2 separate regions of the Mus musculus genome follow, and region 1 is linked to region 2. A link is a contact called in public Hi-C data. All regions are on one chromosome and are shown on one strand. Each heading gives the region's core, a stretch centred on a gene start, on an enhancer-like site or on the middle of the called end of the contact. The rest is flanking DNA. Distances are from core to core; before and after follow the strand shown.

Evidence for each region. A called contact is a pair of places that touch in the nucleus more often than the background predicts.
Region 1: a contact with region 2 is called in a Hi-C map of neutrophils, with 7 times the contacts expected there. The contact joins two enhancer-like sites. A contact is called at or near these places in 1 of 15 datasets of contacts at CTCF or cohesin (the NIH/3T3 cell line), 3 of 484 Hi-C or Micro-C datasets (epidermal suprabasal cells, neutrophils and pancreatic cancer cells) and 2 of 115 datasets of contacts at active chromatin or transcription factors (the NIH/3T3 cell line and embryonic stem cells).

Annotation. Positions count from the first base shown.
Region 1 is chr10:44,065,385-44,071,732 of GRCm38.p6, reverse strand. Crybg1 (crystallin beta-gamma domain containing 1) reads left to right here. Exons shown (of 22, transcript NM_001368305.1): 2 at 5,876-6,008. Among named protein-coding and RNA genes, the nearest start is that of Crybg1, 80 kb to the left of the region's middle. Within about 2 kb of position 2,457, at least 102 of the 459 cell types and tissues checked have an H3K27ac peak or open chromatin away from gene starts, as enhancers often do. A contact at or near this core is called in neutrophils, where this site is marked.
Region 2 is chr10:43,681,493-43,687,877 of GRCm38.p6, reverse strand. It overlaps Gm40632 (a long non-coding RNA gene), which reads right to left. Exons shown (of 3, transcript XR_871613.2): 3 at 5,028-6,385. Among named protein-coding and RNA genes, the nearest start is that of Gm40632, 8.9 kb to the right of the region's middle. Within about 2 kb of position 3,422, at least 63 of the 459 cell types and tissues checked have an H3K27ac peak or open chromatin away from gene starts, as enhancers often do. A contact at or near this core is called in neutrophils, where this site is marked.

The DNA of each region.
Region 1 (6,348 bases), core at 1,208-3,707, 380 kb before region 2:
TTTCAAGACTGTACCGAATAGATTACATCAAGTAATCCCCAGGGGAATTTTCAAGGTCAGATCTGGTATTATCTGCGGGTGTGGGGCCATAATCTAACATAGAGTCTAATGTTAGAGGGGGTGGTCCTACCCAGAAGGTTTTTCTCTACCACTTAGCAGCTGAACTAAAGAAATACCACATTCTCCCCTGCCCTTGTGTGTGTGTGTGTGTGTGTGTGTGTGTAGCCAGTACATTTATGTTCACTTCTAACCAGTGTCTTGTTCATAAGAGTGGCTGTATTATATACTGTTTCAGGCTCTAACTGGGAAATGCCTTGATGCACACAGAGGTACCTTTAGGTAACTTCCTTTTCAATAACTATAAGGTTAGGAGAACTCACTAATAATACTTGTTCAGACGGCAGAGGGCAGTACAGCATCAGTTTATACGCCCCGTCAGTCAATGCAGCTGTGTTGGTTGTGAGCCTAGCTGAGCCACTTCTATAACCAGTCCCAGGCACTTACTCGGGCACTTTGAGCTCTGCATTAATCCCTACCCACTATAACACAAAGCAGTGCACATCTGTCTGCTCCAGGAGCTAGGAGGACAGCAGAAGTGTGGGCCACAGGCTGAGGATTCCCACCCCTTACCTATCTGTACTGGGCTGTTTTCTTTTTTAAAGAGCCCAACACTGTTTTACGTAAGCTTCAGGGATTTTTCTGAGAAAAGGTATGTGGCTCTCTAACATAAGAGGATTCACTAGCAAGGATACAACCTTACCATTATTTTTAACAAAATCAATTGCAGGGAGATGGTCTCTCTGGTTTTGCAAAAGAAACTCAAATGAAGGAAAACAGGAAGGATAAAGTGAAAGGAGCTGACAGCTGTTTCCCACTCTTAGCCATGACCCTGAGTAAATGCAAGCACTTAACAAATATTGACTAAGGCAGAGTAATATCTGCCCCTTAAAAGGGAAACAGGAAAGACTTTAATTAAGCCCAGTATGATGAAGCACACAGAACCAGATGGAGTGTTAGGAGTTCAAGGCCAGCCTGGTCTCCATAGTGAGTTCCGGACCAGCCAATGCTTCACAGTGAGACTCTGTCTCATGAGAAGAAAGAAAAAAATTTAGAAATTATTATAATTATCAAATTAATAAACAGGTTCTGTTAAGACTCCATTGCAAGATGGCAGTTTTAGAGGATTTAATTTTGTTTTATTAACCAAAACGATTGTTGTCCAGTAATGACTGTTTTATTTTTTTTAATAGCTTTTATTTTAGATTACAATATAATTATATTATTTCCCCCATTCTTTTCTTCCCTCCAAACTCTCTCACAAATCCTCCCTTGCTCTATTGTAGCCTATTTATTTATGTATTTATTTATTTTGGGTTTTTCGAGACAGGGTTTCACTGTATTGCCCTGCTGTACTGGAACTCACTCTGTAGACCAGGCTGGCCTCGAACTCAGAAATCTGCCTACCCCTGCCTCCCAAGTGCTGGGATTAAGGGCGTGTGCCACCACTGCCTGGCAACATTTAGCCTTTCTTATGGTTCCTCTAGCCTAATTGTTAGGAGTGAAACTAAAATTTACTTCATTAGGCATGAAAAAGTACCCAACTTTCCAATTGGCTTTTGCTGTTGCAAACATTTATCAAGGTTGGCTTTTAGGCTAGGGAGATTTTAAGTGTCTAGTCCTTATGCAACTGTTCTTCAGAACTGAGTGTGTTATAGCCCTAGGCCTCACAGACCTCCAGAGGTGGGGGTGTGGGTTTGTTCCTTTTTATGCATGTTGATATCTGGCATGGCTAGATAGATGACAGTGATAAGATTCCCAGAATCTATAAAGCTTCTGCATGACTCCCAGTGTTTTCTTTCTATGTAGTAGAAAGAAACCATCTTGTAGGTTGTATTTTAGGCCATTACCCTACAGTCTTGGGGTTGTGGGTTTGTTTTGTGTTGTGTTGTGTTGTGTTTGTTTGGTTTTCGTTTTGACAGGGTCTCACTTTGTAGCTATCCTGGAACTCATTATTTAGACCAAGCTGACCTGGAACTCACAGAAATTCTCCTGCCTCTGCCTCTGACTCCTGGGTGCTGGGATTGAAGGCACTGTGTTTTAGGATAAACACTTGTACAATAACTTTACTGTGGCTGAGGCATCTAGAGGAAGTGAGGAGTCCTTACAGGTGATAGGAGCATCTGAGGTGTGTGAAAGGCTGCCCTGCAGCTAAGCCTGCCTCATGATGACCTCTGGGCCCACACATCTCCTGGCCTTTCATTCCCGCTCACCTAAGTCCTGGAGCAGCGTGTGAGATGATGATTGGAGTGGCCAGGTGCGTGGCTGCTGTTTGGATCTGGGTCATGAGGAAAGGGAAGTCACTGGTATCTCCTCCTCCCTCAGAGGCAGGTCTGAAGTAATGAGTGTGCCTCAGACAGCACTTCCTGTTTCAGAAGAGCACTAGGCCAGGCCCTTCCCTGGGACTGCAAACGATAGCTCTCTCCTCCTCTGGCCACTGATAAGAGACCTGCCTCAGGACGGTGTGTATCTTGAGTCCGGGAGATCACGAGTACAGGCTTACCAAACAGAATCAACCCTTGGGTCCATGCTAAGCCTTACTAGTGTATACCATGAGTGAAAGGAGCAAGCAGACAGGCATCCTGGGTTCAGCCTACTGTGAGGCCTAAATCACATGGGTTTCTACTTCGATGCCTCAGATTCAGTCATAAACATGGCCTGACTCTACCTGTATCAGTGTTACAGTAAGTGTGGGGAGCTTGTTTCACGAGAAAGCCGGGCAGCAGGTAGAGAGCATCCGTTTTTGCCTCTCCCCACTCATTCTTTCCTAATAGAATCCTAGGTTTGTCAGATGTCTGTTCTCTGAATGGACACAGTGTCCTTCAGGCTCCAGGCTCAAAGGAGCAGGTCCAGGAACTGGTTTGTCGTGTAATGACATGTGACAAGAAATGGCTTTTGGGATATTTCCTCATTTCTGAGGAAGATGCACAAGAAGATAGCCTGGCATTTCTGTGATGTCTGGAACTGGAGAAGCCACAGAATCTAGAAGCAGTTGAGTTCACTGATTAAGCTCAGGAGCTCTTCTTAGTTTATATGTTAATAAACATTTTTTTTTATTGGTTTCTCTGAGCTAGATTTTGGGTTACTTAGAGGGGAAAGGATCCTGTACTATAAACAGGCAAGGATTGGCTCACAAGCAAAATATGTAGAAAGAACAAACAGCTTTGCCATCTTTGGACCATTTAACATGGATGGTGCAATAGAAGAGACAGCTCAGTTCTTGGACACCTGCCTTCACTCTCATAGGGGGCACACGAGAACATTTTCATCTCTTCAATCTCCAATAAATAAATATATATATTTTACTCCAAAGATCAGTATTAAGGACAGTAGACTATCTATACAATTTTGCTCTACTGCCCCAATTTATAAGAAATGATACTGTTTCAGGGTGTGGGTGTCTTTTCTCGCTTCCTATTCCTCTTGGCATATTTGTGAGCAGAGGGCAGATGGTTAGGGATAGAGAAGAGCTTGTGAAGAAAGGCTTTATGAAAGGTGTATCTGCGTAAGTCTTCCTACCTCCTCAGCTGTCGGGTGCTTCTCAGCTGTTATTCTCCAGTGTGTGTGTGTGTGTGTGTGTGTGTGTGTGTGTGTGTGTGTGTGTGTGTATGTGTGTGTAAATTATTAAAGAGTTGCCTGAAGAACTCTTTTACTTTGTTTGTTTTTCTGATAGAGCTTCTCTATGTAGCCCAAGATGATTTTTATATAGTATCAAATGTTGCATGAGATAGATCTGTTACGTTCTAACTAAAGAAATCATACAATTTCATCTCTGTTCCTTGGGGTTCCACTATGCAAACCCAGGTGACCTTGAACTCGGAGTCCTTCCTCCTCCACTTCCTGGAACTAGGATTATAGAATACCTCACGATGACAGCCCTATGAGATCCTTTAGTTCAATTCCTTTCTACACTGACACAATTCTCTTTCTTTGCTATGTCTAGAAGGGAGGAAAAAAAAAACACCGCTTCTAATGTCCCTTCTCATCTTTTGTTGTGCAAAGAATAATGTTTTGTTTTGTTAAAGTTGTATAGGAGAGACTTCTCCCAGTCATGCCCATGCCTGGCATGGTGGTGCTGCCTGCAGTCCAAGTAATTGGGAAGCAAAGGCGGAAGGATCAGGAGATCAGGGTCATACGTGATGATATAGGAAGTTCGGGGCTAGCCTGGGCTATGTGAGAACCCTCACTCAAACAACAAAACAAAACAAAACAACAGCTAAAGTAGGCGCATTATTCTCATACAGGGCTTCCTTTCGGGTATTACCTCCCTGATTTGCACTTTTCCGAATCCTAAAACATTCTCCCATTTGTCTCTTTACCCTTGGTATACTGTAGAAATTCTCAGAAGATTCCATTGCTCCTGTGAAACGTGAGGCATTGAGTTGCTACTTCTCTTCCCACCTCACTGGTAGTTTTCATTAAAAGCAGAAATCTTCCTCTACTTTATTCAGCCTCAACCATATGATTGGGGGGGGGGGGGCAGGGAGTCTATAAATGCTTGTTTTAATTTCAATGCTTTGGTAATTCAAAATGGCTTAAAGAATAGGGTATTTCTAACACAAAAGCTCAGAGATAAAACTGGTATTGGACCGAGTAAGTCAGCAGTGCATCAATATGTTTAGATTCCAGTTGCTCTTGTGTGTTTGTTCTGCTTTCTTTTCGGTCATTTCTCTGCCTATTTCCCTGAATGGTCCCAAGTCACCACCACCTGCAGGGAGAGGGCTTGTTTCTTCCTGTGGACTTTTTAAACAGAGGACTTTCCTAGTCCTTTAGCATCCACCCTTCATCCCTCGGATCGGAATCATACCATGGTGACTATGAACGCTTTTCAGGTACACAGACATAAAACAATGTTATAACATCCGGTAAGAGATATGCCCAAATTAATGACAGGGTAAAAGGACCAAAACTCAAGGATCTGACCTCATGGGTGACCGCTTCAGTTGGATATGGCTTCTGAAGTGCATGATGGGTAGGTGGTTGAACAAATTAGTGTTCCAAGCCAAGAAAATGTAGGGGGAGAAGATGGCAGGGGGCAGCTAAAGGAAATAGATTCGGGGTAGGCACCTTCAGTGTTAGAACACCTTCCCTGCCTTCATTTCCTCCCGTGCATTTAAGTCTGATTTCATAGCCCTGGGAACAGTAACTTCCTGGCAGAACCTGTCAGGTGTGGCTGACCATTGGACACTGGGACATGAAATTGTCATCTACAGAGTTTATGCTCAAGAATGGTACAATTGAGCTACAATAATAAGTCCCATAAAACCTCATCATGTTTTAAGTTAAGTTTATGGCATTGTGCCACAGGTTGGACAGTCCTGGTAGATCTCTTTGCTAGCTGGGATTCAGTGTCCACTTTCCTTCCAGCGTTACTGAAATATATGAATTCCTTTGTCGCTTCATTTTAGTTTGTTTGCTTTATAGTTTTGTTTGTTTGTTTGTTGTTCTGCTTAGACAAGGTCTTGCTCTGTAGCCCATGCACAGCCATCCTCCTGTGTGCTGGGAGGGTAGGCATGAGTCATACCATTTGGCTGGTTTTGTTGTTTTTTTTAGCAATAATGATAGGAAAGCAATGAGAAACTGCAAACCAAAATGGTATGCCCCACACCAAAATCCCCCGTCCACCGCAGGTCTGTGTGCCTGGCCATTCTAATTTGTTTCTCAAAGGTGTCAAGGAATTCCCTGAGCTACATGGTGACATCATCAAGGCTTACACTGTGCTGTAAGAGCACCGGATTATTTATGACGGTGTCTTTAAGACTCTCCTGTTTTCAGGACTCTTGATAATCATTAATGTCACCATTTCCATCCTTTCTAGAGCTTTCCTTGTACCCGATGGAAGCCAAGGGGAGCCCCAGGAGTTAACACTGCATGGTGGTGAACTACAGTTATCTGACACCCCCAGTGAGGTGCCTGGCCCTTCATCTACGGAGTCTGCAATGTTAAAAAAGGTAATGTTTCATTTCATTTTCTTTTCTTTCTTTGGTTGTTTGAGACAGGGTTTCTCTGTATGGCCTGGCTGTCCGGGGACTCCCTCTATAGGCCAGGATGGAGTCAAACCCAGAGTTCCCCCTGCCTCTGCCTCCCAAGGGCTGTAATTAAAGATGTGTGCCACTACATCTAGCTTTAATGTTTCATTTTTCAACATATGGTCCTCAGAATTTAAGTAATTAAAACATGTGAGATAACCCCCAAGTGACTACACAGTGCATACTTATAAGGAATATTATGTGTTACATATATGTGTGTGTATGTACAGTGTAGCTATGATTATTATATCTATTGTATTAT
Region 2 (6,385 bases), core at 2,173-4,672:
GGTGAAGGACTCATCCCAGCACTCAAGAGGCAGGGAATACACGTAGACCCTGTAAACAAACAGAACCTCATATTCTTTTCTTTAGCTGTTTTGCATCAGTGTATGTATAAAAATGCAAAACACAAGGCACTTGTATTTTATGTGAAGTCAACTACCAAATTCAGAAGCAAGGAGACTCTAGGAAAGGTACCCTGTTAATAGCTAGGAGACAACACCCAGAGTGATGCTGATAGGGGCTTCAAAGGAGATCATTTGAATATCAAAGGACTGAGCTGAAGCCCGGGGCGGGGGTGGGGGGTGGGGGTGGGGGGGAACTTGAGAAAAGACCCTGAAGTATTTTCACAGAGAAATAATCTTGTTCATATATGTACTGTGGAAACCAAACATGGAGGGAAGGATCGCATGACAGCACCATCCAGGTCTGTCAAGAAACAATTATGACATGAAAAACAAAGCTGTACTTGTCAGGACTGGAGAGTGGTCTAGTGGGTAAGCGCTTGCAGCACAATCAGGAATTGAGAGCCCTAGCAGCCTCAGAAAAGGTCAGGGGCATTGGCACTGTGACCTCAGCACCTCGCCAAAAAAGGGGGCTATAATAGGTTTAATGAGAGACACTGCCTCAAAAAAGTAAGTTAGAAAGTGATGAAGATACCAACTCAGGCTTCTATCCTCCACACATGCGCGTGCGCGCGCGCGCACACACACACACACACACACACACACACACACACACACACGAGCAGCTCTCTCATGCACACACACACACAGAGACATAAGTGAGTGGCTGTCTCTTGCACACACATACATACTCACACAGGTGGTGGCTTTCTCTCTCACATACACACATATGCACACACATGTATACACACCAGTCAGCATCTCTTGGGTTGCTCTAACAATCAGGGAAGGATGTGATAATAACTTTGGTTCAAGACAGAAAAAAAAAAAATGAAGTTGTATCCATAGCTCCATAGGAGACACAGCTGAGGTTTTCACTTTTCAGTACAAGGCTCCTGTTGAAACTTTCCTAATGGCTCCTGAGATAGAAGAGCCGATAATGACCTCGTTTTAAGAGAATAAGTTTGCAGCAGGCTCCCGGCCATTAAGAGCTTCCTGGGACATGTTTATCATTTGAGGAAGCAGCATGACCACATAGATCATTAAGGCTTGGTTTTCCAAGAAAGGAAACGGAGGCCCAGAGGACACCCTGGTGAGGCAGAGCCTGTTGTTTGACGGGTGCCTGTAACTGTGCTGCGCTCTAGCTGATTCCCTGAGGACAGTGAGCCCTGAATGAGTTCAAGAGGGCTGATCATTAAGGCCATTAACAAGTACCACCTACCCATCGACTTGAAAGAGAAGAGGCCTTGCCGAGGCAGCCTAAACAGGTCTCCTAAGTCCTCACTTCACTCTCGGGCTGGCCTTGGTACCTTCCATCTCTCTACAAGTCTTGTTTCTCCATTGTGCTTTGACTCTCCTACTCCTCGCCTGTTCCCTCCTCCAAAATGTTCTGTATCCAGCTGCCCCCATCTTTTGCCAGGAGAGTAGCAGGTTTTAGGTCTACAGGAAGAGGAGCCCAGCAGGTTGATCACAGCCGTAGACAGATGCTTGTGTGCCATCTTGGTCAGATTAAGACATGTTTAAGGCGTTAGTGGACTACACCTTTTGTTGTGGCTATTTCCAGAGACGATAACTGAGAGATTTCAACCCATCCTGAATAAGGACAGCCCATTCCAGGGTCAGGAGCCCTAAACCGAATAAAACAGAAAAGGAGAATGTGAACCAACACTGCTGCCTCTGTTTCTTGACCAGCAGGATCCTGCCACCAAGTCTGCCTGCCAGGAAGGGCTCCATCCCTCACCATGAGGTAAAACAAACCTCTGCTCCCTGGAGTTGCTTTGTTAGCAAGTATGTAGCCATGGCATTGAGAAGAAAACCATTGCAATGATCCACCAGGAAAGACGATGGAGGAGGAGACACCATCACCCCTGCTTAGCATGGAGTCTAGGGGGGGGGAATCTGCAATCATTTCAGGAAGTTTTGGGGGGATGTTGGAGGGGAGGGTGTGAGGTTAAACAGAAAAGAAGAGAAGAAACTAGTCCAAACATTTTTACTAAGGAAACTTGAAAGAGTCAACGATTTGCAAGTTAGAGACACACACAGAGTCAGAGACACAGAAAGATTAAGTATGGGCTTATGTCCTGGGTCATGTCTCTGACCTACACACAGTATTCACTTCTAAGGGATCATGGAAATGGGAACGTGGGTCAGATTAATTTTGCACTGTAAAACTTCATAAAGAATTCAAATAAAGGCAACTGGTGAGGTGGCCCAGTGGACAAAAGAGCTTGCAGACAAGTCTGGTGATCTGAGCTTCATCCCTGGAACTCCCATGGGCAGGAAGAAAGCCAAGTCCTGCAAGCTGTCCCTGTGACTTTCACGGGCATACTGTGGCATCAACCCGCAGGTGAGTACACCTGTGCTCGAGCGCTCTGGGGAGTATACACACACACACACACACACACACACTATACACATACACATCACAACACAGACACCACACACACATACACATACATACACAATAAACAAGTAGATAAATGTAAATTTTTTAAAAACTAAAAAAAAAAAGTCATGTGTCCCAGTTTCTAGCCCAACACATTTTTCTGTCAGATCTCCTAAAATGTTAGAAGTAAAGGTTATTTTTATTTTATATTACTATTATATCGAGACATGTTTTCTCTGTATAGTCCTGGCTGTCCTAGAGCTAGCTCTGTGGACCAGGCTGGCCTTGAACTAACAGAGATATGCTTGCCTTTGCCTCCAGAGTGCTGGAATTAAAAGCACATGCCACCACTGCCCATCTAGGTTTGGGTTGTTTGCTTGTTTGTTTGTTTGTTTGTTTGTCTGTCTGTCTGTTTTTAGAAGTGAAAGTTAAAGGAGCCCTTTAGCTGTGGGCTCCTGGGTGGTTACTGCAAACTGTTTAAACTGTGGCCACCGAGGAGGCAGAAGTGAGTGTTCTTGCACAGTTTCCTGCTGTGTTGACATGGTTTGTGAGCAGAGTTCTCTGAGCCTCGGTTGCCTCATCCACAAAACCCAGGTCAGAATGCTGTGAGTCCCCTACTGCATGCCAGGTACCAAGAGTAAGATTCAGTCAGAAACAGAGAAGAGGTGCAGGAACGTGCTGGGCTCCCAGTGCCCGTCCCCTGTGAGGCCTGTGAGGCCTGCTAACCCTCGGAAGGCCTTCCCTTGGCTCTATGGAACCGAGCCTTTAAAAAGGATCTCACTCCAAATTCCATTTCCAAAGAGCCTCATCTTCTCCGAAGCAGTTCCCACAAACACATTAGCACTGCCTGAGGACCGGGAATGGAGCTTTGGGCCCCAGTCAGGAGTCACATGCCTTCCCTCAGGGCAAAGAAAAGAGGCGCCTGGTGGGGCTGCATTCTTCTGAGCTCCCGCTGGCTTGGCAGCCCAGGTAGAGGCAGGTGGGGCCAGGGGTGTGGTGTGTGTTGGGGGAGGAGACGACAAGCTTCAGCCTTCCACTAGGCTGTTTCAAAGACAGCACTCTGGGTGGTGTCAAGAACCCGTGTGGTGTGTGTGTGTGTGTGTGTGTGTGTGTGTGTGTGTGTGTGTGTGTGTGTGGTGTATGTGTATGATGTCTATGCATATGGTGTGTGTATGATATCTATATGTATGGTGTTTGTGTGTGTGTCTATGAAGTCTTTGTGTATGGTGTGTCTGTATGATGTCTCTGTGTGTGTGTGTGTGTGTGTGTGTGTGTGTGTGTATGTGGTGTATGTGTATGATGTCTATGCATATGGTATGTGTATGATATCTATATGTATGGTGTTTGTGTGTGTGTCTATGGAGTCTTTGTGTATGGTGTGTCTGTATAATGTGTGTGTGTGTGCAACATCAGGTGTCTTCTTGTTATTGCTTATCACCTTATTTTTAATTTTAATTTCACTTTAACTATGTGAGTGGTTTACCCACATGCATGTCTATACACCAAGTGTGTGACTAGTCCCAGCAGAGGCCAGAAGAGAAATCAGATCTCCTGAAACTGGAGTTATAGATGGTTGTGAGTTATCATGTAAGTGCTGGGAACTGAACCTGGGTCTTCTTCTAAAAGCACAGCAAGTGTTCTTAATTGCTGAGCCATCTCTCCAGCCCGGTCTCCAGTTTCTCACTAATCAGGAACTCGGCTATTCAGCTAGTCTGACTGTGTGCAGGCACACAGTGCGGCATTCGTGTGTTTCACATAGGCGCAGGGCCACAGCCTCAGATGCTCATGCTTGCGCAGCGAGCACATTTCCAACTGGGCTGCCTCCCAGCCTTGTTTGACTTTTCATTTCTCATTGGTGTGCACTGCAGTTTTGCACACGATGTCCTCACAGTGCTTATGAATGCTGGAGTGTGCTTGCTTTCCTTGTTCTGTTGTTGTCTCATTTTGATTTTGAATAGTAGATATCAATAAGTATAGCCCATGCACACTAAAGCTCTCTAATGCCTGCAATAATTTGTAAGAGCTTTAAGGGGCATTGGAGCCAAGTGACTGTTGTGAAGAGACCCTTGCTCCATGGCTCCGTCAAAGAGCAACATTCCTGGTACAGGCCAGCACAATGCCTCTGGCAGCCACTTCTCAGGAAGGGGTCCTGGTTCCTCTTGCTTCTAGAACATTCTATATAAAAAACACCTGAGTGCAGGCTACCTGGATGAAACATGGAGAAACTGAGGCTGTCGGAGTAGAGTGATGAGTGTCCCGACTCAGGTGGCAGCTGCCAGGTAGAACAGTGACACAGGTGTGTCTATGTATATGGTGTGTGTGTCTGTGTGTATGATGTGTGTGCCTGTGTATACTGTGTGTGTGTGTGTATGGTGTATGTGTGTATGCGTATATGCGTGTGTCAATGTGTATGATGTGTGTGTATAATATGTGTGTATATGATGTGTGTGTCTATGTGTATGGTGTGTGTGTATATGATGTCTGTGTATGGTGTGTGTTTATGTGTATGGTATATGTGTGTATGGATGATGTCTATGTGTATATAGTTTGTGTGTATGATGTCTTTGTGTATGGTTTGTGTATATGAAACAGAGACTTGCTGGACATGCAGCCAGAGACATGCAGAAACAGAGGCTGGCTGGGGAGGCCATAGCTCAGGAAAACTGACCCTTGCCATTCACACATACAGTTCTTCTTTCTAGTGCATCAACCCCAGGTTAGAGCAGATTCTATGAGTCAGTCAAACCCTTCCCCGACCCCCTGCTGCTCCCACTTCTCAAGCCTTTCGCCTCCTCCAGTCTCCTCAAATTAATGATCCAACAGGAATGAAATTTGAATCATTTGTTCAATTTAAAGTTTTTCTAGTAGCTAGCTACATTTTCACAAATAGACAAAGTTAATCATTTCATAAATTAACTTAGTATTATACATCCAAAATACTACAAAATATATAGTTAATAAAAACATCAATAATGATTTTTTCTTAACAAATATTTAATTTTGTTTTTCTAGAATATCAAGTTTGGATGTGATATTTTTTGCTAAAAACTTGGTCTAAACACAGATGTTGTGAGTCTTATACTGGAAAAAGTAGATTCTCATTCCTAGGTTCAAACCATGCTCCAAACTGTTCCAGTAACTGAATCAAACATTTAAATATTCATTTTTAATTATAAAATTATTTAAGTATAACTTAAGAGTTGATCTCTTGGCTGCAGTGGTCACAGTTCCCTGGCTGAGCAGTCACATGTGGCCAGTAGCTGACAGCCTGGACAATGGGTGGGCAGGTGGTGCAAGCCCACGTCTTGTACTTAACTGGGTCCTCAAGCTCCACCCACCACTTAGAGTTAACGTCAGTGCTGTTTGCTGTAGTGGTTTGTGGTGCTAGAGAGCAAACCTGGGGCCCAAACTAGGCGAAAGCTCTGTCACAGTGTCACACCCTTCTCCCCACCACTAGCTGTTTTCCTTATTAAAATAAATATAAAAAGAAAACATCAAACTTTCATTATTTGAAATTCAAATACTAGAGAAATGTAAACAACAGAACACAAGATGTCACACGCTCCCTCCTTACAGGCAACTGCTGTCGACAGCTTGGTCCAGATTTTCCACACTTCTTTTCCCTATTATATCCTTACATTCTCTGTTATTAATTTTAATTTTTATAAAATGCGACGATTCTTTTTAGTCTTTGTTTCAGTTAAACACACATGCATCGGATAATGCCAGGAGGGGTAAACAGACTAATAAGATTTTGTTCTGTGAGACCCACACTCAACTAAAGCAATAAAATAAACCAAACCAGAGAACAAATGTTCGGAACTTCAAAGTTATGAACACTTTGAAGAAAATGAATAAAGACTAATGACCTGGGGGTGCGTT